Linked DNA regions of Mus musculus: all the other regions are linked to region 1. A link is a contact called in public HiCAR-type, HiChIP or PLAC-seq and promoter capture Hi-C data. All regions are on one chromosome and are shown on one strand. Each heading gives the region's core, a stretch centred on a gene start, on an enhancer-like site or on the middle of the called end of the contact. The rest is flanking DNA. Distances are from core to core; before and after follow the strand shown. Region 1 overlaps Rad51b (RAD51 paralog B). Region 2 holds the start of Dcaf5 (DDB1 and CUL4 associated factor 5). Region 3 overlaps Dcaf5 (DDB1 and CUL4 associated factor 5). Region 4 overlaps Actn1 (actinin, alpha 1). Region 5 holds the start of Zfp36l1 (zinc finger protein 36, C3H type-like 1). Region 6 overlaps Gm36660 (a long non-coding RNA gene).

Region 1 (3,678 bases), core at 443-2,942:
ACTAGTATGTATAGTTTCAAAAAATAAGGATAAATGCCTGTGTTTTCAAGATGCTTCAAAAATAAAACTCCTCTAAATTATATAATTATTACTATAGTCATCATGCAGGAACAAGGGAAAAATTTAACACAACAGAGGCAATGTTTAGTAAATGTAGGTAAACTAATAATGAAGGCTACTCTGCCAATTTCTCTTTGATTTTTATGAAAAATATGAAAAGGTATTAGATATATTCCTTATGAAGGGAGAAGGTACAATTTTGGGGTTCATAAACTGCATTAAGCTATAAAACTCTATTTGCATGAGTCCACTTCAAGATTTTTTTTTCTGGTTTTGTTTCCTAGGGTTGTTTTGGGGATTGGTTGTGTTTGGTTTGGTTTGGTTTAAAGGCAAGATCTCCCGCTACAGCTCAGGCTGCCACTGGACCTTTGTTACTTCTCTGGACTACTTAAGGCTCTTGAGTATTACAGGCACCACACCTGGCTTAGGTTCTAAGTCTCAATTTCCAGGATCAATGGATTTTTTTTTTTGAGACAAGTTCTTGCTCAGGCTGACCTTGACTTTGAGATTCTCCTGCCTCACCGCTTGAAGTGCTAGGATTACAAGTGTGAGCCTTGAATAAAATTTAAAGGTGTTTTAACTATTATAGTTTAGTAACAAGAGACAGAGCCAATTAGAAATACATATTTGAACAGATGCTTTTGAACACAGATTAGGAAAGTTACCTCTAAAACTGAATTCTACAAATGATTCTCGTAAATTGGGATGGGAACAGGAAGAGAGAAGAAAAAGAATGAAAGAAAAGGAAGAGAAGAAAGAGGCTTGTAAGTCTAAAATATTTAAATCCCCCCCCAAAAGAGAAGTGGGGGGTAGTGGGTCTTTTCTTCTTGATGATAAAAGATTTAATGAGGTGCTAACCCTCATTAGGAAGATCCTAAGATCTGTGGGTAATGAGCCTGTTTTTAAGACACACTAATTTTGCTAAAAGCAGTTGCTGTTAAAAGCTGTTAAAGTATACAGAGAAGCAATGTAACAAACCAGCAAACTACACTTCTGATTTTTGTCATGCTACCAACCTATACTTATCCAGAAATGTTAACTGCCAGCCATCTTTTATCTAATGCAGATTTCATCCTTCACCACCCATCCTTTGCCACAGAAAGCAACAACGTCATTTGGAGTGGAAAACTCTGGGAAGAAAAAACCCAAGCCATGGAAAAAAATGTTCAACAGCAATCTGCCTCCAGCTCTGCAGATTATCAAGCTTGCCCTTGCCTCTTGGGTCTAGAAGCTAGACTTTTGTGCCCAGAATATGGCTGGATGAGGAAGGCAGTTTCAAATCACACCCTGAGGGCTAGGAACAGAACACTTAGTCTATAGTCTTCCAAAGAGGATTGAAGGCTGGACTATAGAGGCCCCTTTCTGATTGGCTCTTGGTGATGTCATGGCCATGTCTCCAGGGCCCAGGAAATTCACCATGACTAATGGAGCCCTCATTTGTGAATACACATTCCATCTCAGAGAAGCAGCAACAGTCTGAGTGTCAGGGCAACACAGATGGCCCAGTTAGGGAATGCCAGCCAGCCACGCACAGAGGGGCTCAGAAGTCCTGAAATAAGCTATTGGTTCATGTTCTCAGTAAACCCTCACCAACTACCTGGACACTGGTGGCCTGTACCTACTGAAGAACATGAACTCTAAACAGAAAAGCAATCACTGAGACAGGATCAATATCCTTCCAGACTTCTAGTGTATTACAGCAGGCATGGGCAATTTTTTTTCTGTAAAGAACCTGATACTATTAATTTTAGCCTCTATACCACACAATCTTTATTGAAACTAGTCATTCCTGTCAATAAGGCACAGAGACAGCAAGTGACAATATATAATAATGAAGCACAGTGCTGCTGAGATAAAACAGGACTTACAAAGTCCACCATCAGACTGGCTTTGGCCCATGAGCTATTATTTGCTGACCTGTGTTTTTATTAAATATTAACCCACCTCTTCCCTGCCACTTATGGGAACCAAGTACTCACAGATAAAGGTACAGTTACAGGAAAGCATATGAAAGAGTTTTCCACAACATGCCTCTCATGACATTCTACTAGGATATAAAGACGCTGGAGTGCTTCTCTGTAAACTTTGAGAATATCGATTCTAGAGATAAATGTTTGGGTATGAATGCTGCCCCTGTTATCATTCAGTATAAGGCCTTACATAGTTATGTTCCTCTAAGAGTGGGCTTTCTCATCTACAAAATAATAATCCAAGTTGTGCCTGCTAGTAGGGCTAGGCTGAAAGTTCACTGAGATAATGTTTGAGCGGAGCTCAGCATACTACCCAGGACACTTCAGCACTCAACAGTAACATGCTACGAATGTCAAGGTTAGTACAAGTGATCACAATTACCGCTCTTGACCGCCGATGCTCAAAGAGAAGCAGCATGGGACACTATAAATGCTAGAACACTCTGAACTTCTTTCCAAAGCCATTAATTCCTATTAATGCCATCATTACATTAATAGCTACACACAGTTTGACAATGAACATATAACTGAACTGTCCCTATATTAAACGACTGAGCTGTGAGCCGCCTGTTATCATCATGAGCAACATGATGATGAATGTCTCTGAACACATGCCTTTGAACGCTGATTCAGTTTTATATTTGGGGGCGAAGATGTAAATCTGCATATTTTAGAGAACTGTCTGTTGTCCTGCCAACTGGCTCTCCAGAAAGGCTGTGCTTGTTTCTGTTTCTACCATTCCTGTCAGGATCCAGTTCTTACCATTCTTGACAAGCCTACGACTACTTTATTTTAAAATTGGGGGAGGGGGGGGCGAGAATGAAAACCTGAACTCACTGAATGATTTGCACAAATTTAATAAAAAAGTTAAATGTTTTCTTTGGCCTACAAGTTTATGAGACATTTAATAATTATTTTGATTAAGGACAGATCTTTCCAGAGCCGTATGATTCATAAATATTATGATGATAATCCTACTTTATGATGAGAAAGCTGGAGGCCAGAAACCCACTATAGAAAGCCAAAGTACTCCAGACAAAGCAAAAGATATATGGGAACACAAACAAGAAATAAACTTTGCTCTGTGCAGGGCCACACAGAGTTCACCAGAACATGGCAGGCAAGACTGAGCTTTGCATAGAAGACAAAAATCAGTGTCTTCTTGCGAACACATCTGACTTTTCTTCCTTTTGGATTATATCAAATGCTTGAGCCCTTTTATTTTCTGATGTAAAAGTAAATAAGACCAAAAGTCTTCTTCCTGGAGAGAAAGCCCAAACCACCTGAGTTCTTCCAGGAAAAGTCCTGGATCTAGACAACTGTTAAGGTTTACCTCCTTCACTCCGCCTCACTGTCTGTACTTGCTTCTAAATACTCGTCATAATTTGAAACTGCATTGCTCATTTGCTTGTAACAGTTCCAAGGGCCACAAAACAGACAACTTTTCCTCTTTACTGTATTTTCAACACCTACAACAACACCTAGCTCACAACAAAGGGCCTGTACATATTGATTGGATGGATGCATACAGATGCTATCCATGACCTTTCCCAGCTTTGGAGTGGCCAGCCTGGGGCAGGACAATGTATAGCCTACAAACAAAGCAGCTCCCTAAGTGAGAAAAGCACACTCAGCAGCAGGGCTCCTC
Region 2 (3,678 bases), core at 547-3,046, 930 kb before region 1:
CCTGGAACTTGCTCGGTAGACTCAAGAGACTTGCCTGCCTCTTGCTGGATTAAAGGTATGCGCCGGTATGAGCCGCTACTACTCAGCTACTGTTATTTGAGATCAGGGTCTCTTATAGCCTATCGGCTGACCTTGAACTCCTGATTCTCCCACCTCCACTTCCCAAGTCCTTGGATTATATGTACAAACCACAGTGTGCACAGGATTTTTTTTTTAAGCATTACTCATTTTCTTTTTTTTTTTTTTTTTAAAGATTTATTTATTTATTTATTATATGTAAGTACACTGTAGCTGTCTTCAGACACACCAGAAGAGGGAGTCAGATCTTGTTACGGATGGTTGTGAGCCAACATGTGGTTGCTGGGATTTGAACTCAGGACCTTCGGAAGAACAGTCGGGTGCTCTTACCTGCTGAGCCATCTCACCAGCCCCTCATTTTCTTATTTAAGGGATAATATTCCATTTGAATTCTCATTTTTGGGTTTGGTGACCTTCTAATAAATTTAGAATGTTGTTATATGAACTTTTGAATTAACTACTTGCAAAAAAATAATTTTGCTTGACAGGTGAACCTCTTCCTCATTCCCCATCTTTATCTTAAGAATTTCTTTAGTTCATCTTTCACCTATGGTTGTATTTAACCACTCCTGTGCCATCTCTGGTCCTGAGATTGTAATTCGTGTTAAACTGAAAGGGCAAACCTGACACCTGCCTATTTCAGGTTAGTTAATTACCACTAATGATAGAGGATAGTTTCCTGGAAAAGCACTCCATTGAAAAGGGGACTTTCAACTTTACCTGGTAAAATTCCAGTGCACTTACCCAGTTTCCTCACTGAGGTCAACTCAACTGAGGACTCCTGCACTATTGAAAGGCAGCTACTTCTGGACTATACTGTGGCTGCTGGTTAACAGCTGTGCATCTCCAGGCCTCCATTCTCAAGACCTTTGGCCTCACCCCTACCAATGAAATAAGATACTGCTACGTTTCATAATGTTTCTTGTGGCTTGCAAATGCATCTGGAACCAATGGACAGAGGACCTTCTCAATTTGATTTTGGCAATTTTCTTCTCACTTTCTTTTGGGAGTGGGGGGTGGGGATTGTTAGTGCTAGAGATTGAACCCAGAACTTGAAGAATGCAAAAAGCATACGCTCTACTATATGGCTACTATATCAGCTCAATTCTCTTTTCACCTCTCCGCAACCCCCTAAACCCAAGTGTCCTATCAGCTTGAATAATTCTGCCTTTTTTTTTAAACCGATAGGCTGGGGGTGGTGGTGGGGGTGGTGGTGAGTGTCAATTAGAAAACTGAATTGGAGAATAGAAGGGTGTATCAACATTTTTGGAAAGGGCAGGTGCACCGATAAAACCCCACAGACAACCTCCTTCCAGACGTCCAGTCCAATCGTGGGTTCCCTCACTTGAACAGGGAACTGGGCGCCCCAGGAGGCAGCGAGCAGCGCTGGGCGAGCCGCTGTCCCTCCAGGGAAGGAGGGTGAGCCCGCAGGCCGGCTGCCACTCTGATTGTTACGCGTGTCCAACTTCAGAGTGCGGCGTGCCGGGGGTGCCCCGTCGCCGCCATCCTGAGCCAACCGTGGTTCGGCGCGGTCAGCGGCCGCTGCAAGCCGCCGCCCGCCATCTCCGGGCAGCCGTCCGCGGGGGAGGGGCAGCTGGCGCCCGCGTTCTCCGGCCCGGCGGCCGGCGGAAGAGCCCCGCACCGCGGAAGCGCGACCGCAGCTGGGGATCAGCTGCTGGAGGCGGCAGGGAGGCGGAGCCTAGGGGGGAAGGGGAGGGAGGGACGCGACCGTGAGGAAGCCGCGAACGCCGCCGACCGACCGTCTGCACACCTCGCTCCGTCTGCCATGGCTGGTTAAAGAAGCCTCCGGCTCGCTGCGCGCGGGGAGGGACGGGACGGGAGGGGAGCGGCGGCCCGGCGTGCGGCCGAGGGAGGGGCGGCGGCGCGAGCTGCAGCGGCGGTGGCGGCGGCGGTTCCAGCATGAAGAGGAGAGCTGGCCTGGGGGGCAGCATGAGGTCAGTGGTGGGCTTCTTGTCCCAGCGGGGCTTGCATGGGGACCCCCTGCTCACTCAGGACTTTCAGAGGAGACGCCTGCGGGGCTGCAGAAACCTCTACAAGAAGGACCTTCTCGGCCACTTCGGCTGTGTCAATGCCATTGAATTCTCCAACAATGGAGGCCAGTGGCTGGTCTCAGGTAAATCAACCCCCTTCCTTCCCCTCCCCGCGCCTCCCGCTCCCCTTCCAGCTGCCCCTTCCCCTTCCCCGCCACCCTCCTGCTGCCCTGCGTCCCCACCCCCGCCCTTCTCAACCCCTCTCCAGCGGTGGGAAGATTTGGTGTGAAATTAATACCATTGCAGGGGGAGGGAGGAAGGGAGGGGGGAGGGAAGGAAGAAGGGGAAGGAGAGGAGGATGTCTTCTATATATATAAAAAAAGACCTAAAATGGTTGACAGGTCTTTAATGTGCTTTATCCCAAGTGCAAAGTGGTCCCTCCAGATGCCTGCCCCACCAGTGTGGGTCGGGGAGGGGGACGAGGTTACGGTTTGACTAAGTTGGTTGGCAAACTCTTCCTCTGCGTAGTTTAAAAGGTGCGGGGGGCACTGGGGGGAGGGCTGGCCGGGGGGGGGGGGGAGACCAAGGCTCGCCAAAGGCCAGGCGAAGCTCGAGCCCCAGTCCTCGGTGTCATGGAGAAAAGGGGCCTCGGAGCCGGAGGCCGGCGGTGACAGAGCCGGACACCGTGGGGCCAGCGGGGTCGGGCGGGTGGTGACGGGTAGCAGAGAGGCGTCCCCTCCCCCTGGCTCTCTCAGGGCCCAATCCCATCTCCCAGCACGCAGTGGTAGCCTCTTCAGCGTCTTGTTTTTATTATGGTTCCGAGAGTGGCGAGGGCTCTAGCGACCTAGGGACACCAACCAGCCTGAACTTGGATGCGCTGTTCGGGAGGCAGGGCTTCAGGAGGACCCCCCGGGAGACCTACTGGCGGGAGGCGGGCTCCAGGACCCCCTTCACCCGCGCGGCTCCTGTTGCAGGGCTGCTCGCCTCCTCCCCCACCCGGTTCAGCTGGGCCTACTTGCCTCCAGGGTCTCCCCGCTGGGGTGGGGGAAAGTGGTGCAATCGAGGCCGGGGCTCCGGCCGGGCGGTGTAGGCCTTGCTCTCTCGGGGCTCCTAGCGACAGGCAGCTGAATCGATAGCCTATTGCTCCGGGGGGGGAGGCCGGACCCGAGCGGCGGCGGCGACGGTGGCAGCGGCGGCGCCTGCGTACGCCGCGGCAGGGTCGCTGGCTGCCCCCGCTCCTCCCCTGGGGTCGCGGCCCCGGGTGTGGGCGGGTGGGGCTGGGCTCTTGCCCGAGAAGGGGCGGCTCCCTGAAACCCGGCTGCGCTGTGAAGGGCCTAGACCAGATCGGGCGTTCCCGCTCGCCTCCTTCCTCGACCCTTTTTCCTATACTGGGAGGGTTGGGCGGGGGGGGGGGGGGGGGCAGCCCTGGACGTGGCGCTTAACTTCATCCAGGTGGATACCTGAATGGCTTTCTAATTTGCGTCAGTGGGCAGCTTTCCAGAAACTTCGGCGGTTATGGCAAAGCATCTGTCTTCGCAAGTATCAGGCGGAAGTGCCACCATGAGTATGGTCCAGTTTGTGGGTAGCAGAGATAAGAGGTCTGTGATTA
Region 3 (3,678 bases), core at 417-2,916, 880 kb before region 1:
TTTAAGTTTTGGAATTATAGGTGTACACCTATTATGCTTAGTCTCTGGATGACTTTGTGTGTATGTGAGAGGAGGGGTGTGTGTGTGTGTGTGTGTGTGTGTGTGTGTATTTGTACACAGGCCAGAAGTGGGCATTGTGTGTGTGTGTGTGTGTGTGTGTGTATTTGTACATAGGCCAGAAGAGGGCATTAGATCTCCTGGAGCAAAAGTTGCAGGTGGTTGTGAGCCAAACTCAGGGTCTCTGGAAGATTGGTGCATGCTCTTAACCACTAAGCCAGCATTTTAGATCTGAAGTAAAGAAACATTACCGTATCCTGACTATGAAGACAAACTGTTTTTAAGTCTTTTCTTAGTCCGGGCAGTGGTGGCGTGTACCTTTAATCCCAGCACTTGGGAGGCAGAGGCAGAGGCAGGTGGATTTCTGAGTTTGAGGCCAGCCTGGTCTACAGAGTGAGTTCCTGGACAGCCAAACAGCCAAGGCTACACAGAGAAACCTTGTCTCAGGGGGCTTGGGGAGGCGGTGGGAAGAAAGCCTTTTCTCTTGGCAAAATAGATCATTCCTTATTCTCACTATAAATGGCCAGCTGCATAAACTCCTGCTGAGATGTATCCATCCATTCTTCTGGAAGGAATCACATTTTGTTCTCTACGATGTACTCCTAACTACATCAGGTTCTTGTGCACTCTCCTTGGTTGAAAGATTAATCTTCTTACCCAGAAATGCAGGAAGAAGAAAAGTTACTGGAGCCACACTCCTGCACTCTAACCAAATTATAAATGCCAGGTCAAGGATCTTGGGTGGGGATAGAATAGACCCGTGGGCCAGTGATGGGCAGGCTCCTCTTCAGGCCTGACTGGAATGGACAGAGAGGATAACTATTAACTGATGAGAAGGGAGTTTAGCAGAGGCCCCTGCTTCCTGTCAGGGACTTGAGCTGATGTCAACCCTGCTGCTGTGCTGTGCTGTGCTGTGCTGTGCTGTGCTGTGCTGTGCTGTGCTGTACTGTGCTGCGCTGTGCTCTTGTGCTGTGCTGTGCTGTGCTCTTGTGCTGTGCTGCGCTGTGCTCTTGTGCTGTGCTGCGCTGTGCTCTTGTGCTGTGCTGCGCTGTGCTCTTGTGCTGTGCTGGGCTGGGCTGGGCTGGGCTGGGCTGCGCTGCGCTGCGCTGCGCTGTGCTGCTCTGTGCTCTTGTGCTGTGCTGTGCTGTGCTGCGCTGTGCTCTTGTGCTGTGCTGTGCTGCGCTGCGCTGTGCTGCGCTGCGCTGCGTTGTGCTGTGCTGTGCTCTTGTGCTGTGCTGTGCTGTGTGTGCTGTGCTCTTGTGCTGTGCTGGGCTGTGCTGTGCTGTGCTGCGCTGCGCTGGCTGTGCTCTTGTGCTGTGCTGTGCTGTGTGTGCTGTGCTGGGCTGTGCTGTGCTGCGCTGCGCTGTGCTGGCTGTGCTCTTGTTCTGTGCTGTGCTGTGCTGTGCTGTGCTGTGCTGTGCTTGGCTGTGCTCTTGTGCTGGGCTGTGCTGTTCTGGGCTGTTCTGGGCTGGGCTGTGCTGTTCTGGGCTGTGCTGGGCTGTGCTGGGCTCTGCTGGGCTCTGCTGGGCTCTGCTGGGCTGGCTGTGCTGGCCAAGTTTGTTTCTGTTGAGTCTTGTTCCACCCCTCACCCACCCTCAGTTCCACAGATTCTGGCTGAGTTGCAAGCTCCATGCTGACTGTAGATTGAAAGCCTTTCATTGTTTTTGAACTCAGTGTTTAGATAGCACCGCATGCCTGTGGTGGCCAGGGCTCCCTATAAAGGAAATGCCTGGGCTCCAGCTGCCCAGTCCTTTCATTCTCTGTGTATGAGTGAGTGAGTGTGGCTTGTATTCAAGACATTATAAGATCATTTATTTCTTTGCTGGGTTTATCATTTGGGGACTTGGGATTCTAGACTCCTCCTTGGTACTTGGAGTTCTGGGGATGGTTTTTGTCTTTGCTGTCTTCCATCCATTCCACCCAGGAGGATGGCACGATGTTTTATCCAAACCTTGTTTCTGCACACAGCCGCAGTACCACAGCATTCCTCCCTTGGTGAGAAGATTGCTTTGGGAGGGTAAAGTAGGCATGGCTGCGGCTGGTGTTGGCAGGTTGTGTTTATGACCATGCCAGGTTGGCAGCTGCTCCTGCATGAACGTTTTCAGGGCCATTCTTCCTGTAGGTCATCTTCAGGCAAGTCAGGACCTCATCAGCAAAAGAAGTCATTTAGAAGCATACTGTATGTCTTAGTTAGGCTTTTACTGCCATGAACAGACACCATGACCAAGGCCACTCTTATAAGGACAGTATTTAATTGGGGCTGGCTTACAGGTTCAGAGGTTCAGTCCACTATCATCAATGCGGGTGCATGGCAGCATCCAGGCAGGCATGGTGCAGGAGGAGCTGAGAGTTCTACATCTTCATCTGAAGACTGCTAGTGGGAGACTGGCTTCCAGGCAGCTAGGATGAGGATCTTAAACCCACAGTGACACATGACTCCCAACAAAGCCACACCTACTCCAACAGGGCTACACATTCTAATACTGCCATTCCCTGGGTAGAGCATATGCAAACATCACACTTCATGACTTTAAAAATGTTATAAACATTATGAAACTACAGAAAAAATAATGCAATAAGAACATATAACCGCTTAGTAAAGCTATACAAATGATACTCACATAGCCTGACTTCAGTGAATCAGAGATATAAAAGAGAACATGGTTGTGGCATGGGTAACCACCCCTCTGTGAGATAAGGCCCAGGTAATCAAGAATTCTGTTGAGGGACTGGGGAGACGGCTCAGTTATGAGCACTTGGAAGGGCTGGAGAGATGGCTCAGAGGTTAAGAGCTGTTGCAAACTTGGGCTTGAGATTCCCAGCATCTCTCTGGTGGCTGTCATTAACCCCAGTTCCAAGAGATCCAGTGCCCTCTTCTGGCCACCAGACTTATGCATGGTGCACAGACATATACATAGACATTCACATATACACATAAAACACACACTACACTATAGCATAATAAGTGAACCAGAATATACTGTATGTCTTAGTTAGGCTTTTACTGCCATGAACAGACACCATGACCAAAGCCACTCTTATAAGGACAGTATTTAATTGGGGCTGGCTTACAGGTTCAGAGGTTCAGTCCACTATCATCAATGCAGGTGCATGGCAGCATCCAGGCAGGCATGGTGCAGGAGGAGCTGAGAGTTCTACATCTTCATCTGAAGACTGCTAGTGGGAGACTGGCTTCCAGGGACGCTAGATAAATGAGAGTACATGAATAAATTTAAGATATTTCAAAGCTGAATATACACTTGGGAACTGAAAAGCTGGAAGCAAGCGCTGGTGAGATGGCTCAGTAGGTAAGGGCATTGCTTCCAAGCCTGACAACCCGAGTTGGATCTCTGGAACACTAATGGTGGGAGGAGAGAACTAAATCCCATAAACTGCCCTCTGATCTCCACACGTGCACCATGGTGCATGCCCCTCATCTTACAAATGAATAATTTAAAAATAAACCACCTTTGTTTTAAATTAAAAGGAAACAGGTATACTCTTCCTATTGCATTTGGGGATGTGCCTACATTGAAGTCTTTATTTAGGCTACTTATTTGGTTGGCCCATATATAATATGAATTTTTTTTTCTTTTATTTGTTTGGTTATTTGTTGTTTTG
Region 4 (3,678 bases), core at 389-2,888, 730 kb before region 1:
GATGGATGTCAGTCATCCTGGGGATTCTTGGGCATGTTTACCTGGCAGATAACCAACACTGCTCATGGATCCCTCACAGCCTGTGCTGTCCCCCTGCTTAGCAGAAACAGCTAACTGTCCTTCACTGACCTGCTCAGATCTGTTGTTTGGTTTCCTGTGGAGTAAGGGCTTTTTGACTCTGCATCCTGCCTTGCTTGGTTCCCTAAACCACCTTTGTGACTTCTGTTCCTCTAGTTCCTATTTAGTCAACTTCTGTCCTAGATGTCTCTGTCGTGGTAGTTCTGGCTTCCTTATGGCAACATGACGGGTTGGAGGGGGGTGGGGGAAGATTAAGTTGGTTCTGAACTTGCAGCTTCCTCACTACCGTGGGACTGGGGGTCAGACAGCAGCTGTGTTTGCTGGCACAGCCTCAAACTGCCTTTGTAGACAAGCCCTGCGAGGGCAGCTCAGGAGGTACAGTCTACCAGGATACCCCCTGATGGTGCACTGCGAGGGACTAGGGCTTGTGTTGGGGAGTTACAAGAAGAAATGCACACCCTGGCTGCCTCTGTGTCCAGGGAACTTCTCAGGGGAGACGAGAGCCACAGCACAGAAAAGGAATTGGAAACTTATTCTTCAGCTAATTTCCTGCTACTGCCTTGGACTCTGCGGCTGGTGGCCTCTTGGGTAGAAACAGCTTGGAAAATTCATTTATTCTTAACATTAGGTATGAACTCTTTGAAGTGTACAGACTTGTCACAGAGGGTCAGACATGCGTAAGACATGGTTCGAGAAGGTGGGAGTGACCAGATTACCCTGCACAATGAACCCATCACCCAGAAAAACCTCAGAAGGGCAGCAGATTCCAGTTGGCATGGAACAGACCTGCTCAGACCGCCCCACCACTGTGAGCTCAAGGTTGACTGAGATGTCTGTCATCCGCCCTCTTTCCTAGACCCTAGGACCTAAGTCCAAGAAGACTAATAACTCTTCTTGCTGTGTCCAGAGCCTTTTGGGACAGAGCTGATGGGCAGGCTCGGCTCCTTCTGCAAAACCCCTGCTAGGGCAGCCTTCCCATGCCCAGGTTGTCCTGTTTGTCCCTTTATGCTGGTCGCCCCTGTTAGGCACTCAGGAGGCCACCATGCTCAGCGTTGGGAGGACTTTGACATCTTGTTTAGGTGGGGATATTATTAAGAGTGTGCAAGGGTGAGAACCGGAGGCTCTGGCTCTTTAAGGCTGGACCTTCTAGTGAATTTTGGCAGAGGCCATACTGAGTGTTTAATTTTAGGGCCAGAGAGGGGGCTGGGGAAAAGTCCCGAAGCATCTGGTTTGTGTTAAGCCCTTCCTTTAGAAAAAAAAAGGCTGTGTTTATGGTTAAAATCCGGCAGAGATGGGTGGGGGTGGGGAGCTGGGGGGTGGGTGTTGAAAGGGATACCGTTATCCAGCACCAGGCTTTGCAGCTAAAAGACAAAGCACATAGCCACTGTCTTGTCCCCTGACCCCATCTCAGCCAGCTGGTTCCAACTCTGAGAAAACGGCCATACTATTTTCATCTCTGCCATTAAAGCAGGATGTTTGCCTTCAGACAGCCTCCAGCAGCTGGACTTTGCCAGGCTGAAGCTGTGTCCCTCGTGCCTCAGCACTCCCTGGAGTTGGCTGCCTGTCAGCTCATTTGTCTGCAGTCTGCCGTCTGCCGGCCCTGGGCGGGTCAGCCACTATTAGGTCGAAGCAGGGGCCACAGGAAGCTGCAGGGTGGCTCCAGCAGGCCTTCCTCCTGTGATTCCCTATGTGGACTGTCAGAGGGCCCCCAAAGTCCGTCCCCTCTGCCAGTAGAAAAATAGAGGGCCGGACAAATGACCGAGCTCTTCCAAAGTCTCACAGCAAGCTAGTGTCAAACTCAGGATTCAAACCAGACTCTGGACTCCAATGTCCTTTATGCTCCCTGTAGCTCTACTGGGCTCTCTTTTGCTTTGTTGTTCAAATTACCTACTTGACTCTCAGCCTTCCAGGCGCCCAAGCACAGGCTCTGGGGACAAGAGATAGGGTCTTAAAGGGTCTCCAGGGTCTTAAAGGTCCATGGAGAAGTTTCACCAGGCTGTGTCCATCTCAGAGGCTGTCCTCCAACAGTAGCCTGTGGGAGCTATTGAGTGAGTGATGAGATTGCCTGACTTGGGGGTGGGGGTGGGGTGGGGGGGGGTGATACAGGTGTTCCAGTTGGAACCCGTGCTTCTGGAGGGGTGCCAGGCATGAGTCTGTACTAAAGCTTGCCTGGTTCCAAAGCCACATCCTGTGTTCTCCTGTCTTTTCTCAGCCCCAGATTAATCACCCAGCTCCTCCAGAGACCTAGAAGCTCAGAGCTGCCTCTGTCCCATCCCTTTAAGTTACCGATGAGGAGACTGAGACCATCAGAGCAGCCAAAACAGAGTGAGTTCAGACCTTGCTGATGTCTCTTCCAGTGTTAGGAGCTGAGTGTAGGACGCTGGGACTGAGGTAGAGAGGGAAGGCTGTGTCCTGTCCTTTTGACTTCCTGTCCTGGAGGATGGTGTGTGGGGTGTGATATCTCCAGTGCAAGTGGAGTGAAGTGGAATTTAGGCCTCCAGGATTAAGTTGAATCATTCTCTTGTGTCTTCCTAAAAGGGAAAAAAAGGCAGACTGGAGTGGCTCACTTCCTTCTTGAGAAACTGGAGCCTGAGTCACCCTGGAGTCAGGACCTGGAGAGGGGCCCCCAGTTTGCTTCTCTTCTGGCTATGGGAGAGGAACTTCCCTTCTGCCCGTCTGTTAGAGCAGAGGGCAAGGCAGGGCCTGAGGCGGTGTAGCTGTCCCTAACTCCCCCTGTCTTGGGAGGTCTTAGTCCATTTTTTTGGAGCTGGCGGGGAGGAAGAGGTCATGTGTTGGTCTAACTCAGGGTTCTGAAGTATACTCATTTGAAATGGTTTTGGTACCTCGTAGAAGTGGACCTGTTTTTTGTTTGCCCTTTTCTGATTGGTTTGCTTCACTTCAGGCTTGTCCCAGTAGAATCCTGTGTCAGAATTAACTTTTTAGGGCTGGATAATACTCCATTGTGTGTTTTAATACATTCTCCTTATCTGTTCACGTGTTCACAGATGTTTGGGTTATTTCCGTATCTTGGCTACGGTGAATAATGTTGCTAGGAAGTTGGGTGGAGAGTTGGGTCTTGGCATCTCCCTGTGTGTGCCCATGGCATGAGGTCCTTTGTGCCCACAGGTGGAGTTGGCAAGTCAACAGAAGGCCTTAGACACTCCATTCTCTTCTCCCCCTGACTGGGCGTATCACGGTAGCTGTCCTGTAAAGGCCAGTGGGCTGGCCAGCTGGGTCCCCAAGGACACATCATGTCTAGCTTGGCCGCCACACAGTTCTGGGGAAGACTGAAACTATATAGATAACTTGAAGTTTCAGTATCTTCTGTTGAGAGAAGAGTTCTTGGGGACCAGGTCCCCACCCTCTGCCTGCCTTCCCCTCTTCTTTAGCCTTAGACTTGAGAAAGGGGCTCACACCCTCCTGGGCACCCCAGGGATTAGTGGGGACAACCCCTCCCCCAGTTTGCTGCTGTCCCCACTTCCTTCCATTCACTTTATCCCCGGCTTTTCCTCTCTCAAGGTTAGCCATATGACACATTTTTGGCCAGTGAGTTAGATACACTAATGCAAAACTTCCTAGCTTCCCCAGGAGCTGAGCACC
Region 5 (3,678 bases), core at 488-2,987, 610 kb before region 1:
AGTCGTGTTTCGCAAAGTTGAAAGAAAAAAAATTGTTTCTAAAACAGTTGTGATTTGGAAGGTTTCCCTGGGTTTGCCCAGAGGCTGGCGATAAATAAAAGTTTTGTTTTTTTTTTTTTTCTTAAAGTGTGCGTGTGTGTAAGGGGTGGTGCGCCTCGAACGCTCTGCTCCGCCCGCTCCGTCCTTTCCAGAGAAACGTACTCGTAATGGGGTGACCTAATTACATCGCAATGGAACTCGCTGGTAGCCACTCGGAGCACCGGGTTTCATAACAGACCCGGCGGCCTCGAATGCTGGGAAGAAACGTGCGAGGCCTGGGCGGTGCGGCCCGCGATTTCCGCCCGGGTCTCCACTGCAGCACGCGAGCCGGTGCGGGTGGGAGGCAGCCAGACCTAATAGTAAATAAACACATAGTTCGTGGTTTTAAAGGGCGGTGTAATTCATTGAAGGCCACTGAGTTCCGTGGGTCTTATTGCTTGGTACCCCCAAACCGGGCATAGTGACAAGCCATATGTTCCGTTCGCGTGGGGGCGGGAGAGCAGCAAGAAGTGTCGCTTCCCCCACCTCTACCTTCCTTCTTACCAAAGTAACTTTTTCCCCCCTTGTTTTTAACATTCGGGGATGTGTGGAGGAGGCAGCCCGAATTCAAAGCGCGCGTGGAAAGTGACTTGTTGCTCTTTTATTTTCAGGGGGTGCCCTTGAAAGTCTGGACTTTTCTGCTGTAGCAAGTTTAAAGATCGGTTATGTGAACAAAGCGCCCCATCTAGGTCTGAAAGAATTCTGCCCAGGCAGTGGTGCCCCCACCATACCGGGAAAACGCAGGCTGCCGGCCCAGCACGCGTGGACCCCGCGCTGCGCGCAAAATCTTACTGCTCTCGCCCCCTCCAGCCTAGGCTCTCCTGGAGAAAAAGTTTTCTCTGGTCATCCCTACTTCTTTTGCTCACTGATGGGAAACAACAAACATAAAACTCTTGACTCGAACATTTGGGGTGCTCCGCATTCCTAAACTCCTCGCCCAGCTCATTTTGCGATGGGCAGCCGGGTGTGGACAGGGAAGTCAGGGGAAGGTAAGTCGTGCGGGCACTTGGAGAAGTTTCAAGGGACACTAGCTCAAGATGGAAACCGCAGCCCTGGCCCGCTCAAGACCAGCTCCAGCGCCTGCTAGGAAGAAAAAAAAAAAAAAAAAAGACAGGGGGGAGAGGGAGGGAGGAGGGGGGGGAGAGAGAGAGAGAGAGAGAGAGAGAGAGAGAGAGAGAGAGAGAGAGAGGAGAGTCGAGCCCGCCTTCCAACTCTTAAAAAAAAAAACCAACAAACACAACAACTCGAACTCCGAAGGGGGTGGAATGAGTGATGTCACAGAGCCGAGCAGCGAGGTTGACAAAGGGTGGGCGCCCCTCCCCCTCTGCCGGGCTCGGCCCAGGGGAGGGGCGCCCCCGGAGCCCGCGGACTCGAAACTTTTCCTCTTTAAGAAAAAAAAGTTTTGCGCCGCTCCGAGTGCTTTTTTTTTTTTTTTTTTTCCGCCTTCTTTCCTCGTCTCCCTCCCCCTTCTTCCTTTTGAAAGTTTCTTTCCTCCCCCTTTACCCCTCCCTCCCTCTTGACCGCATGGCTGATTCAACCTCAGTGTCAATCAACTTTTTTTCCGCCTCCTCTTCTTCATTTAAATACGTTTAAAGCTCCTCCTTCCACCCCCCCCAACCCACCAAATCTTATAAATTGGGCTTTGCGCGCCGCAGCCCGGGAGAGTCAGAAAGGCGAGGGGCGCCGGGAGCAGGCGTGTGGGACTCCTGACCGGAGAGCCGGAGGCTGCGCCTTCCCCGCACCGGGACCTTCACGACACACCAGATCCTAGTCCTTGCCCCGTGCGAACGCCCACGATGACCACCACCCTCGTGTCCGCCACCATTTTTGACTTGAGCGAAGTTTTATGCAAGGTAAAGCAGGGCGGAGCGTTGGCTTTTTGAAAGTTTCTCTTGTGCTCCAAGAAACTCTAAAAAGTTTGGGTCTCGGGGACGTGAAGGAGTTTCACTGCTTGCGTTTCCCTCCATGGTGAAGGAATTTGTTTATGTCCTCCTCGCACTTAAGTTTCAGGTCCCAGGTGGGGTTCTGTGAATCCGGGGAGCAAAGTTCTGGGCGACTGCTCCAGTTTGCGGGGCAAGGAGGTGCGGAAGAGTGGTTAGGTTTGGGACGAATTTTGAAGGATTCTTTTCTGCATGGTGCACCTCCGGAGCTGGGCTAAGCGGGTGGGCTCGGCTTCGCAGTGTGCGCCTTGGGTTTCCTGTACCCGCTGGAGATGTTCGAGGTTACCCAACACCTTTTGCTAGGGGTCTCTAGGAAAAGCGAGGTCTCAGGGCGGTATCTGACTGGGAGAATTTTCCTGTCTGTTTTGGGGAGCTAAGAGATAATGCGACGAAGAAAGAGGCCGACTTAAGGTTCAAAAAGATGTAGGCAAAGCGACTTTGTAGTGGAGTTTGTCCGCCCCAGCTGGGCTAGGTTCCCGCTGCGGGAGCTGGTCGATCGTGCTGCAAACTTGGGGCTGAAACTGTTTGCTTACCTGGGTTGTGAGGCACTACGGTTCGTTGACTAAGGAATAGGGGAACAAAATGCTGCCAGACCTCAAGTTCCCGCCAGTTAGGATTTAAGAGGGCCAAAATGGGGCAGTTTGCCAGTCAGGTTTTTGAAAAACAAAACAGAAAAAAACTTTTAAAACCGTAATGTTCCAGGAGTGCGATTGAAATAACTCCGTGAATGTTGTTAATTTTTTGCCCGCTCTACTTCCCCCAACCCCCCAATTTGAAAGGATGAAGCTGCTAGGCTACTTTTAATTGCTGAACTGTTTTTGCCTTCCCTTAAACACGTCGGGTCATGTTGCTCTCTTCCTAGCTCGCTGCTCCTGTCGGTGCAGCTGCCAAGGCCCCGGGGCTGCAGGGTTGGGGTGCAGGGCCGTGCTGGAGTTGAAGAGCAACATCAAAAACTTTGCATTTTCGGCTTCTTTCCCTCCCTGCGTTTTTCCAAGTCTGTTTGCCCTGGCGGCAGCCTGAGCTAGCCAACTCCATCCTGGGCCCCGCTGCCCCGCTCTTTGATCTATTTCTCTTTCTTTTGCCCCCTCCCCCCGCAGGACTTTTTAAATGAACCTCATTGTTGGAAGCGGCTCTCCTCTGGGTTCCTGTAATCCGCTCGGTGGGGTGGTTGCGGTTACAGGGTTACCGATTCCCGATCCCCTGCTGCGGATCCTAAGGGACTAACTTTAGAATTTGCACAATGACACACACCCACATGTGTCAGGGGCCTGGAGATAACTTTCAAGTCTCCCACCCCCACTCTTTTCTAAATCTTAGGTAGTTTGGGCAGGTGACTAGGGCTTGTGGCAGCCTCTGTCCTTGCTCACTCACACACCCCCGCCCCCAATTGACTGAGTCGGGGAGTGTGAGCGTGCTGGTGCTTTCCTTCTCGTCTGCAGCTTTGGTTCAAGATTAAACACTGGTGCTCTTATCCAGAGCTCTCTCGCAGCCAGGAAACCAAGTGCAAAGGCATCTTCCTAGTGAAGGGGGTGGAGAATGCTGGGAGAAAATCCCTCCCAGGGTGTGGGATACCTACCCTTCCCGAACCTTGTGTTTTCAGACACTATATCCCTCTACCCACATCCCAGACTAGGCCCTTCCACAAGCAAGGAAAAAGCAC
Region 6 (3,678 bases), core at 537-3,036, 560 kb before region 1:
TCTGGTGGGTCGGTTAGCTTTCTTCCATGCTATTCAACTTGAAAAGGATCTGGCACTAGTCAAAGCCTTTGCTCTGAACATGGCACATTTAGGCTCCACCCTAGCCCTGGCCAGTCTCTCAACAGTCAGCTCTTTCTTTAGAGCTAAAAGAAATTATGGAGATGATCCAATGCGGAGTCAACACTTGTGTGTGTTTGTGTGGGGATAGGTTTTTTGTTTTGTTTTGTTTTTTTGTTTTTTGTTTATTTTAGTTATGATATGCAGCAGCATGCCCACCTCTGAGATGATCTATCTCAGAGCTGTGAGTAAAATCTACTCCCCATAGACTTTTTCAGTGTCTGTTCTGGCCACTGAAGCTCTTAACGGGAGTGTGGATGGAGGGTCAGGAGCCAGGGCTCCATCTGCTTGATCGCACGCATGGAGAGAGTATGAAATGTTGGGACTAGGGGCTACAGCCCAGTTCAAGTGTTCTGAGTGTCGGGTTGATTTCACCTTCCTCTCAATGCTTTTGTTGAGAAATTCCTCTGGTTTAGATGTGAACCCTAAAAGGCTCATGTACACTTCTGTGCTTTGTGTTGCTTCATTTTTTTTGCACAATAGTTTCCTGGGGGAAAAATGCAGCCTTGCCACAACAGAGAAAGGCTAGACTGCTGCAGGACAGGGTGGGGGTGGGGCTGTGGGTCAACAGGATCGGGTACTAGAGGGTGAACCGGAGATGTGGCTGCTGAGAGCAGGAGGAACCCAACAGGCCTGGGCTTCCCTGCTGTGTGCACCAATCTGTATTCTCCTAGGGCCAGGGTGAACCTCTGAGTTCTGTGTTAGACCCCAGCTGTCTTCATATCTGGATCAGAACTCTCCTTCCCGGAGAGGGGAGGAGGTGTTTCCCAGCACGGAGACAATCTTTGCACTATTGTCTCAGTGTGAGAGTAAGTTCTTTTCTCAAATGTTCTTGATCAATGGCCATGGTTGGCTGGCTTGGCTGCATACGTGGAAGCATTGATGGTTGCTTAGAAATGTATTCTACTCCTATAGGGGTCAGAATAATGTTTCAGTACCTTAAGGATCTGTACATAGAATTCGCCCCATCTTAAGATACATAGCAGAACTTTTGGTTTGTGAGAAAACCTTTGTATTGATTGCTACTGATGTGCAATGAAGTAAAATTCCTAAACAAAAAACTGGTTTTTAGAGGTTAAGCATTGACATGGGGTTGCTAGATATTTCTCACTTACCAATCTAGTATTTTGAAACAGGATGCCTTGGTCTCCCCAGTTTCTATTTTTATTCCAGAGTTGTTGTTTTTTTTGTGTGTGTGCAGATCTTGGAAGAAACAGCAGGGGGAGAAAAGCAGGTGTTGGCTTAGGGCCTTGAGCTGGGAAGATGGAGACCTTTGCAGCTTTCCACCCCCCACACCCACCCAACGTCTTCCGAGTTTGAGAAAAATGGCTCTCAGCAGCTTGAGCAGCCCTGGTTTTCTGTAGCCCCTTGCTCCTAGCTCCTGCTTGCTGGTTTCAGTGAAGATGTGCAGAGGTGGGAGTGTTCTCCCTGTAGGCCACACTGCTGCTCTTTCCCAATTAGTTCCCCCAGGGAACAAAGCCTTATTTCTTTCCTCTCTTAGTTCCCAGGCACTGTCTGGGGGTTGGGGTAAAACAGCCCCTTGGCAGCTCAGGGGTTAAAGAGAAAACACAGCAAGAGGGGGAAACAAGCCAGACAGCTGCAGCGGCTCCTCAGAGCCCACTCTAGGCTAAACAGAGGCCCCAGCAACTCCTTGGAGACTTGAACCCTGGGCGATGGAATTTTCCCTTGCGTGGAGGCTATTGTCCTCTGGAAAGGGCCAGGGCCAGAGAAGGGCCTGGGGAGCATGGATTCCCCCCGAAGTGGCAGCCAAGGAACTCCTGAGAGCCCAAGGGCTCTGTCTCACCCAGCTGGGCTTGGGTGAAAAAGCAACTGGGGTGCAATCCACCCCTCCTCCTTTGAAAAAAAGGGGGGCATTGTGAGGGGGTGTGTGTGCTCCAAAGGTCTGGGCACCAGTTGTTGCCCTACCCCTCAGCCCCAACCAGCCAGTCACTGGAACAGAATGAAAGGCTTGGTTCCCTTGGCAACCAAAGGGTCTATGGTTTTTCACAGAGTACAAGATGGGCTTGGGGGAAAGACAGGGAGGTGGAATTAGGGGTGGGGAATGGAGGAGGGGGCAGACAGGGAGGGGCAGCCTGTTTACTATAGATGTTTGAGTTTAACTCTCAAGGGACGCTTTTGTAGGTTCTGGCCTGGGAAATATAGGATACCCGGAGTGTGGTGAATGCTCTCAATGGCGGCTTAGTTCTGAGGCACCAAAAAGGTCCGTAACAGGAATGTGTGTGTGTGTGTGTGTGTGTGTGTGTGTGTGTGTGTGTGTGTGTGCACGTGCACAGGCCTCTTGTGGACCTCAGGAGCAGCATAGAGGAATCTCACCTTCAGAGGTAACTAAGCAGGCCCCTGTTGCAGTCGGAGCCCCTGAAGGTGCTGAGGGAAACTCAAGCGCATCAAGAGCTATTTGTGAGGCTGAGATTAGAACAGCAGGCGCCTGTCTCCTGGCCTGATCTCACTCGACCAGACAAAGCTATTTTTAATATCAGGCAGAAGAGTTGTTGAAATGTGGACAAAGAGCAGAACCTGGCTAACTTTGTCTCAAGCACCAGGCTTTGTGAGAGGGGCTTAAAAGCTGTCCACATGGTGGACACAAGCATGGAGGCTCAGTGAAAAGAAAAGATAAGGCCAGGAGACTTGGTCCCAGGACTTTGGGATGTGAGGTCCCAGCACGTCCATAGAAGTGAGAGGGAGGTACTGGGACTCTTGGTGTGATCCTCTCTGGGACCCTAACCTGTGGGGCTTTGACCTGGCACTGACAGACAAACCTTCTATAATGTCTCTGAAAGTGTAGTGTGACATCTTCCAAAGGAGACTGAGGGTGCATAATAAAGAGCATGCATGAGTGGTGTAAGTCAGCACACTATTTAGGAGTTTTAAAAATATGTACACATGCGTGCGCACGCGCGCACACACACACACACACACACACACACACACACACACACACACCAGGGGCTGGGGATGTAGCTCAGTAGGTGGAGTGCTTACCTAGCATGCAGGAAACCATGGGTTTGTTCTCTACCACCACACACACTGGGCTTGAATGGCACAAGCCTGTAATCCCAGTATTGTGGTGGTAGGAACATCACAGTTGGGCTATCCTTGACTCAGGGCCAGCCTGGGCTATATGAGAACTTGTCTTAAAAAGAAAATAAAAATCAAAGCCAAAAATCAACCTTCCTATTTTAGACAGACAGGTCTTAGAGACAATATATGGGACTCATGGCTGTTTCTGGAAGCTTCTGCTTCTATCAGAGGCCCTGAAAGTGGAGGTTGGGTGTGGGAGGTCACTGTGTTTTTCCTGAGAGGTGGCTGGGGCCATCACTCTGAAGTACTTCCTGTCACTCACCAGGTCAGGGTGGGTACCATCTGAAAGACACAATTTGAGGAAACCTAGAGGGTGGATTCTAAGATGAGGAAACACCTGGGTGGCAGGGTCCTGATAAGGAAGCAGTCCTGAGAGGCCACCGCAGCTGCTGTGTGTGTGTGTGTGTGTGTGTGTGTGTGTGTGTGTGTGAGTGAGATCTATGGCCAATCAGAAGTCAGCCT

What was found. Promoter capture Hi-C pulls out the DNA fragments that hold promoters and counts their contacts. HiCAR-type assays count read pairs that join an accessible place to other places. HiChIP or PLAC-seq counts read pairs in DNA pulled down with a chosen protein or histone mark.
Region 2: a contact with region 1 is called in a promoter capture Hi-C map of hippocampal neurons, with 4 times the contacts expected there. The contact joins the promoter of Dcaf5 here to the enhancer-like site in region 1. A contact is called at or near these places in 4 of 39 promoter capture datasets (the 3T3-L1 cell line, cranial neural crest, hippocampal neurons and 1 more) and 1 of 115 datasets of contacts at active chromatin or transcription factors (astrocytes).
Region 3: a contact with region 1 is called in a HiCAR-type map of astrocytes, with 2.0 times the contacts expected there. The contact joins two enhancer-like sites. A contact is called at or near these places in 1 of 484 Hi-C or Micro-C datasets (cortical neurons), 2 of 115 datasets of contacts at active chromatin or transcription factors (astrocytes and embryonic stem cells) and 1 of 9 other capture datasets (embryonic stem cells).
Region 4: a contact with region 1 is called in a HiCAR-type map of astrocytes, with 2.2 times the contacts expected there. The contact joins two enhancer-like sites.
Region 5: a contact with region 1 is called in an H3K4me3 HiChIP or PLAC-seq map of stem cell-derived neural progenitor cells, with 6 times the contacts expected there. The contact joins the promoter of Zfp36l1 here to the enhancer-like site in region 1. A contact is called at or near these places in 2 of 39 promoter capture datasets (the SN4741 cell line and hippocampal neurons), 17 of 484 Hi-C or Micro-C datasets (the C2C12 cell line, the G1E-ER4 cell line, MC3T3-E1-derived osteoblasts and 10 more), 36 of 115 datasets of contacts at active chromatin or transcription factors (the NIH/3T3 cell line, the SCID.adh cell line, T-cell acute lymphoblastic leukemia and 24 more) and 2 of 9 other capture datasets (adipose tissue and pancreatic islet).
Region 6: a HiCAR-type map of astrocytes shows a contact between it and region 1, with 4 times the contacts expected there. The contact joins two enhancer-like sites. A contact is called at or near these places in 1 of 484 Hi-C or Micro-C datasets (bone marrow-derived macrophages) and 7 of 115 datasets of contacts at active chromatin or transcription factors (astrocytes, differentiating embryonic stem cells, embryonic fibroblasts and 2 more).

Annotation. Positions count from the first base shown.
Region 1 is chr12:79,502,070-79,505,747 of GRCm38.p6, reverse strand. All of the region lies in intron 7 of Rad51b (RAD51 paralog B), which reads right to left. Among named protein-coding and RNA genes, the nearest start is that of Rad51b, 210 kb to the right of the region's middle. Within about 2 kb of position 1,692, at least 138 of the 459 cell types and tissues checked have an H3K27ac peak or open chromatin away from gene starts, as enhancers often do. A contact at or near this core is called in the C2C12 cell line, the NIH/3T3 cell line, the SN4741 cell line and 23 more, where this site is marked.
Region 2 is chr12:80,434,719-80,438,396 of GRCm38.p6, reverse strand. It overlaps Dcaf5 (DDB1 and CUL4 associated factor 5), which reads left to right and starts at 1,796. Exons shown (of 9, transcript NM_177267.5): 1 at 1,796-2,212. The coding sequence starts at 1,999.
Region 3 is chr12:80,378,004-80,381,681 of GRCm38.p6, reverse strand. All of the region lies in intron 5 of Dcaf5 (DDB1 and CUL4 associated factor 5), which reads left to right. Among named protein-coding and RNA genes, the nearest start is that of Mir1843a, 12 kb to the left of the region's middle. Within about 2 kb of position 1,666, at least 137 of the 459 cell types and tissues checked have an H3K27ac peak or open chromatin away from gene starts, as enhancers often do. A contact at or near this core is called in astrocytes and cortical neurons, where this site is marked.
Region 4 is chr12:80,228,176-80,231,853 of GRCm38.p6, reverse strand. All of the region lies in intron 1 of Actn1 (actinin, alpha 1), which reads left to right. Among named protein-coding and RNA genes, the nearest start is that of Actn1, 30 kb to the left of the region's middle. Within about 2 kb of position 1,638, at least 219 of the 459 cell types and tissues checked have an H3K27ac peak or open chromatin away from gene starts, as enhancers often do. A contact at or near this core is called in astrocytes, where this site is marked.
Region 5 is chr12:80,111,072-80,114,749 of GRCm38.p6, reverse strand. Zfp36l1 (zinc finger protein 36, C3H type-like 1) reads left to right here and starts at 1,737. Exons shown (of 2, transcript NM_007564.5): 1 at 1,737-1,931. The coding sequence starts at 1,875. Gm52006 reads left to right here. Exons shown (of 3, transcript XM_030247048.1): 3 at 128-1,170. The coding sequence ends at 207.
Region 6 is chr12:80,060,904-80,064,581 of GRCm38.p6, reverse strand. All of the region lies in intron 3 of Gm36660 (a long non-coding RNA gene), which reads left to right. Among named protein-coding and RNA genes, the nearest start is that of Gm36660, 23 kb to the left of the region's middle. RefSeq lists an enhancer at 1-3,678. Within about 2 kb of position 1,786, at least 191 of the 459 cell types and tissues checked have an H3K27ac peak or open chromatin away from gene starts, as enhancers often do. A contact at or near this core is called in astrocytes, differentiating embryonic stem cells and stem cell-derived neural progenitor cells, where this site is marked.